2 separate regions of the Rattus norvegicus genome follow, and region 2 is linked to region 1. A link is a contact called in public Hi-C data. All regions are on one chromosome and are shown on one strand. The core of a region is the stretch at or near the end of the contact, and the rest is flanking DNA. Distances in the headings are between cores, read along the strand shown. Region 1 overlaps Xpnpep1 (X-prolyl aminopeptidase 1). Region 2 overlaps Add3 (adducin 3).

Region 1 (3,188 bases), core at 520-3,019:
TCTTCCTTCTGTAGGGATGGACTCTACGCTGCACGCCTGCCGTGAGAAGTGGTACTGTGTGCGAGGGTTCAGCATAGCCTTCTCACCTGGCTTCTGACTTCCGAGGGTCATAGAGGAGGCAGACGCTCATTTGTTTTCTTACAGGCATCTCGTGGAAGGAGAAGGTTGCAGACCTTCGGTTGAAAATGGCAGAGAGGAGCATCGTGTGGTTTGTGGTCACTGCCCTAGACGAGATTGCATGTGAGTACTCTGGTTTCACTGCAGGGGCATTACCTGATCTCCTCCTTGGGCCTCTGGGAATCTGTGTTTGTGCCATTCAGCTCTGTGAATGGTGAGGGAATTCGTAACAGTGTCTTTAAATAAGAGAGCAAATGCTGGTTAGCACAAAGGAGGGAGCATTACAGTTGGAATAGGGATGGCCCACCTGACAGAACAGCGCACACACAGCCAGGGGCTCCTGGTGAATCCGGTGTGTGATGCCTGCCTCTGGCCTCGCAGTCTGAAGGACTGACTTCTCTGAGGAAGAATATTCTAAATATTTTTTTTTTGTGTTGCTCTCTCTTTATACTTAAATAGTTTCTAAGATCTTCACCGAGAGAGTATTCTAGTCAAGTTTTTACCTCAGAAAACTTAACAGGAAGGTCTTCTCTAGGTCCTGCCCCTTAATCTTCTGACTTTCCACTACCCCTGCTGTTCAAAACCTGTCCTCTCCCAGAGTTTGAAGGAGCCTGAGTGAAATGCTCTCTCCTGTCCTGCTCTGACTGGATTTGATTCAGGGAGGCTTGGAAGAGGCTTTTGTGCATTTTATCTCTCCACTGGAGGAAGAAAGCCCACTGGGGATGTCCCGCCTCTTCCGTCCCCAGACTTTGTCAGATGTCTGTGATTGTTGTCTCGAATTAACCCTGCCTCAGAGGGAAAAACACACAAAAGTGCTTTCTCTCTTTGAAAATAAAACAAATATGTCCCTATTTTGGAGACCCTCTGAAGTGCAGAGGAAGTAGAAGAAAAATAAGATTCACTCACAAGCCTTTTCCCTAGTGACAGCCATTGTTGACATTTCTGTGTATCTGTCATTCAGCCTGGTGTTCTAGACGTGTCAGTGTGCTGGGAACAAATATAAACGCAATTTAAGCATTAAGAATCCCCTCAAATGGTGGTGCTAAGGTCTGCCTGACAGCTTCCATTTGGAGGCCTTTGCGCTATCTCCAGCTTCTCCATAAGTTACTGTGGTTCTCTCGTCCGGAGCATGGCTCATACTCACATATCTCAGTTTCTGGTCATTTTGCCTTCCTATTTCTGGTTGATTTTGTGGGTACTCTTGTGAGTGTGAGGGTGAGCGTGTGGTGGGACTTCTGACACATCCATTCTGTCACACGTCAGCAGCCCCAAGTCCCTTCATTTCAGAAGGAGGTAGTAAAGCCCGATGGGAGGCAGGCCTCTAACCCAGCACTTGGGAGGCAGAGGCATGTGAATCTGAGTTCGAGGCCAGCCTGGACCACCTAGCAGGTTCCAGGCTGTCTACGGCTACACAATGAGACCTTGTCTCCAAAAAATAAAACACTCAAGAGTCAGTATGAGGTTAAACCTTTCTACTTTCTTTGAGAAGCCATTATTTTAACATAGAGGGGGCGGCTGCTTTTTGTACTTGGCCTTTTCGCTCCCTTATCTTTGAGAGCAAGCATTGGAGCGGCAGCCAGGCCCAGAGCTGCACTGTCTGCTTGTCTGTTAGGCTTCTCAAGTGTTCGGTGACCTCATCAGACTCCAGCCCCTGGCTCAGGGCAGGTCCTCCACCCAGCCCAGTAACAGCCCACTGTGGCTGAGCCACAGCCTCCTGACTCACGACTTCCGGCTCTGAGGAGAGCTCTGTGTAGGTGGAGCTCAGTGGGGTCTCTATGTCACCACCTCCACTTCAGACTTTCTGTCCTAGGTCGTTTGCCTTGGAATAGAGAGATTGCATGTGTCCCCCTTATATTTGAGGGGGTCAGAGTCTGTTTGCAGCAGCGCTGAGCTTGGCAGATTCCCACAGTCAGTTACCAGTTTCAGCTCTTTGGGGGACACTGGTTATGACTTTTTGATCCTACTCCCTCCTCAGGCTTGCAACATGGCCAACTAGGAAACAGTTCTGGCGCCATCAGGTGGCCGACACCAGCATCTGCAGCTCAGTCGTGGAACCCTGAGAGATGTGGAATCCTTTGATAGGAGCTGAATTCTAAGCAGAAACTCCTCCCTCCCCAAAAGCTACCTGTAAAGCCTGACCCTGGAGCCAGGCATTGAAAGGAACCATTTTAAAGAAATTGCTTTCCTTTTTAGGGCTGTTCAATCTCCGAGGGTCAGATGTGGAGCACAACCCGGTGTTTTTCTCCTACGCAATCATAGGACTAGAGAGGATCATGTAAGTGCTCTCTCCCACCCAGATACCCCCTCCTGGCCCTCACCCCACCGTTGCTATGCTTGCTTTCTCACTTTAGAACTCCTCCTTCATCCGCTTGTCCTTGCCTGTCCTAACAGGTGTTTGCTTTAATCCTGCCTTCCCTCTAAACCTCTAAATGTCTTGAAATCTACAAAATTATTTATAGTAACACAAGACTGAGAAATAAGTGTGTGAGACTATCAGAGCACAGATGCTGTGAGGTTCTTCATGAGGTTCCTGCTGTGTGATCTGGCCCAGGCCACACAGGTTTCAGGTTTCCCAGAAGGCAGTGCGGAGGGAGCAGCATAGGCTTAGCTGTATGGTTCTGGACCCCAGGCGTCTTAAAGGTCAGCAGCAATATGGGGAATCATGGTCTATGGTCTGCTGTCTTGCCAGTTTTACCACTTCAGACATTACTTTCAGGCTAACGTCATTGTCTTTCTGTTGAATGGGATTATAGTTCTTTGCTCTTGTGATAGAACACTCTGATTGGAAATAACTTAGGGGAGGAAAGGATGACCTTGACTTACACTTCATGCCACAGTCCACCATTGAGGGGAACCAGGGCAGGAACTCAAACAGGAGCTTGAAGCAGGGCCTTGTTTAGCTGGCTTTCTCTCTTTCTTTTTTCTTTTCTTTTCTTTTCTTTTTTTTTTTTTAAAGATTTATTCATTTATATGAGTACACTGTCGCTTTCTTCAGACACACTAGAAGAGGGCATTGTTACAGATGGTTGTGAGCCACCATGTGGTTGCTGGGAATTGAACTCAGGACTTCT
Region 2 (3,410 bases), core at 391-2,890, 190 kb before region 1:
CACATTCTCTCCAGAACCTCTGGGAGGAACCGTTGGCAATATCTTGAGTTTCTAGCCCCAGAACTCTCAGGATATAATAAAATGCTGCTGCTTCCTGATATCTCGCTATGCTGGGTATGGCAGCATGAGCAAACTATTCCGATGGAGTTTCCATGCTAACTAATACCTATTTAGGAAACATTTTACTATCATAACAGTGCGGAAAACACACTTCTGCAGAGTTAAGCTTTGCAGAACCAATGAAAAACAGAGTAGTAATTCAAACAAAACATCTGACACAAGGACAAGACAGTGTGTTTTTCACAATGCTGTAACCTTTGCTAAGTATGGAAGACTGAAAAGTTTCTGAGGAAATATGAAGCAAGAAATGTTATCATGTTGGACTGTGAACAGAAATGGTCTTTGTAAAACCCCAGAAGGATGATTCAGCAAGAATTCCAATCACAAACACGAGCTGCAGCGGGGCTCACTTCTTGCACAGCGGACATGTTAGGCAGCTAGCAAATCATAAAATAGTACTTTGATGAAATGCCCTTTTCACTTAAGCAAGGGTGGACTTCAGTGGCCACAGTTAGTTGACATTCTTGCTCTGTATGCGTGCATTTTTGCCCTTTTCTCTACAAGAGAAACTATGTACACCAGATCTCCAGGTTTAGCAGCATGCTGGCATTGCTGGGATTGGTCCCTTCAGGTTATGAGATCCTGGAAGAAGCTGGCTTAGTGCTGCTGAGTGTCAAGTCCATGTAGCTACTGGATTCCACCCTGATATCTGACTTTTTTTTTTTTTTTTCCGGAGTTGAGGACCGAATCCAGGGCCTTGAGCTTGCTAGGCAAGCTCTTTACCACTGAGCTAAATCCCCAAGCCCCTGACTTTACTTAATTAAGAAACAGACAAAAGCCTTGCTGAGTTACTAATTTTGAAGACCTCTAGTCATTCCTGGGTGATCTAAATCCCTTTATTTTTCTACTGGGCAATTTCAAATACTCAAATGCAGAACCCTCCCATTGCTTCTCTCTGAGGACTTCTACCCATTACTACCCTTTGCGAAAAGTACCTTGTCCTGTGTTCTGCCTATGGCAGGTGTGGTAAGTCCCTCATATTCATTGGTCACAGAACTGGGCTCTTTCTAATCGCCTTTTGTTGAGAACCTGCCCTCTTCTTAAGGGTTTGTTTACCTGAATTCATTCTTTGTTCAGCCACTTTGCATTATTTTATTCTTGTGTTTTCACCAAATCACACTGGAATAAAAATGTGGCAAGAGGGGAATGTTTTCAAAATATTCAACATTTCTTGAACTCCTGTGCTATGACTATTTAAGGATGGAGCAAGTTTTAACCATTGAATTAGATAATACCCCTGAGATGTAGTATTGTTACCTCAGTTTATTGAAAAGGAAGTGTCTTACTGCCGTGTGAAGAAACGAGGACGTGAGCAGCTGGGGGTGGGGGGGCATGGCAGCAGGTGAGCAGGGCGGTGCTGGAGCAGGAGCTCTGATCTGTCAAGTATCAGGCAGAGAGTTGGGCAACTGGAATAGCGATGGCTTATTAAACCTCAAAGTCCGCCCTGGTGACACACCTCCTCCAATGAGGTTACATCTCGTAATCTTCTCAAACAGTCCTACCAATGGTTGTGGGGCAGTGGGACATGGGACAGACAGGGACTATGACGACTAAACGTTCAGATTTATGAGTCTCCAGGGGCCATTCTCATTCAAACTACCAACAGGAAACGAGTGGAGACAAAATATTACTTATCCAAGGCCACACACACTCTTGTTTTTGGCTCTAGAACTAGAATTCTCTTCACCTCATATTTCCAAAGTTTGAGTCATTTTAGATAGACTTAAAGTTAAAGTTGTTAAGATCTTTTGGCAAAACTTTTCAACCTCTCTGCTATGCTAGACTCAAATCAAGGTTCCCATCTTAAATGTGAACTCTTTAGTAAGATATATATTTTCATGGACTGGTTATCTTCAAAATCTTTATCTGGACACCAGAAGAGTGAAACGAACAGTTTGTCACTTGGGAATTCTTATCAGATCAGTAACAAACAAACATTCCTGGTTATTTGCAAAATCCAACAATCCACAAAGTGGAATCTAGGCAAGAATTATAATATTTAACTTTAAAAAGGACTTTTCTAGATCTTGGTACCTAGATTACACATGCTCCATTATTTTACCTAGGACGGTGTCAGACATGAGCTGCTGTATAGATCTGCTGGTTCTGTCTGACACAGAAATGGAACTTAGTTTGGAAAGCAGAGTAGCTGATAAGAGTGGGAAACATGAGCGCGTGTGTGCATGCGTGTGTGTGTGTGTGTGTGTGTGTGTGTGTGTGCGCGCGCGTGGGTGTGTCTTGGTGCTTTCTGACCTGTGCCATTCACCTTCCAGATGACTGTCTGTCCTGGCACACACAGATAGGGAAGAAACAGTGAGGACAGAGGCAGCCCAAATTTCCAAGCTGTTTATTTTTAATAAAAATAGGAAAATCAAAGAGGATTTTAGAAGTCCAATATCAAACTCATAGGGAAGAGATATCATTAAACCAACTTCATCATTTAATTCATGGAAGTCTGTTTAAAAAACAGCAACAGAAATGTTGACTTTAGAAAATGAAGAATCTATAAAGACATTGAGAAACAAACACTAACATATGAATAATAGTAATTCCTATAAGAAATGCTGTCTTTCCGATTACTCCCTAGTTAGAGTGAGTGTCAAAGTTTAAAAGAGTATGAGGTGTTCCTGTTTTGTTTTAACCTATCATTTCTCTTAATAAACAAGTCTGGAGAGAGAGAGCCTACCTTACCCAAATCCCTCTACTTAATCTTACTCTATTTTTACATTGTGAAGATACACAGAATGTGGATTACAGATCACATGCATATATATTCCACTGATATAAGAAAGTTATGAAATATGAATAATACTTTTTTTAAATTCCATAAAGGTTTTAAGATACTAAGGCTTAAGATACTAATTTTTGAAACTAGTGGGCAATAAATAGTCTTTGAAAAAGTCATGTAATACCTTACATTCCACTTCAAAGAAATTAATAAGCATGCATTCAGTGTTAAAAACAGGAAAAATTGGGTTGGGGATTTAGCTCAGTGGTAGAGCACTTGCCTAGCAAGCTCAAGGCCCTGGGTTCGGTCCCCAGCTCCGGAAAAAAAAAAAAAAAAACAGGAAAAATTGGAGGTTTTGTTTTCATAAAAATTTAAAGCAACTTATAATATTTTTGAAACTGAGCCTGTTTTCATGGTAATTCAGTAGAGAGTAAACTTTAAGTATTGGTTTTGTGCCACTCACACGTCTGAAGGATTCACTTCTATTGCTAGCTATCTTTAAATTCAGGCCCGAAGCAGCACTCTTGTCTTTCTGTGGCTCACAAAGACTGGACTCACAGCA

The links. A called contact is a pair of places that touch in the nucleus more often than the background predicts.
Region 2: a Hi-C map of Schwann cells shows a contact between it and region 1, with 9 times the contacts expected there. The contact joins two enhancer-like sites. A contact is called at or near these places in 11 of 12 Hi-C or Micro-C datasets (the A7r5 cell line, the Rat2 cell line, Schwann cells and 7 more) and 1 of 1 datasets of contacts at active chromatin or transcription factors (oligodendrocytes).

The regions. Positions count from the first base shown.
Region 1 is chr1:262,022,617-262,025,804 of GRCr8, reverse strand. It overlaps Xpnpep1 (X-prolyl aminopeptidase 1), which reads left to right. Exons shown (of 21, transcript NM_001398660.1): 8 at 145-240; 9 at 2,311-2,392. Among named protein-coding and RNA genes, the nearest start is that of Xpnpep1, 33 kb to the left of the region's middle. Within about 2 kb of position 1,769, at least 29 of the 93 cell types and tissues checked have an H3K27ac peak or open chromatin away from gene starts, as enhancers often do. A contact at or near this core is called in Schwann cells, where this site is marked.
Region 2 is chr1:262,214,256-262,217,665 of GRCr8, reverse strand. All of the region lies in intron 1 of Add3 (adducin 3), which reads right to left. Among named protein-coding and RNA genes, the nearest start is that of Add3, 63 kb to the right of the region's middle. Within about 2 kb of position 1,640, at least 23 of the 93 cell types and tissues checked have an H3K27ac peak or open chromatin away from gene starts, as enhancers often do. A contact at or near this core is called in Schwann cells, where this site is marked.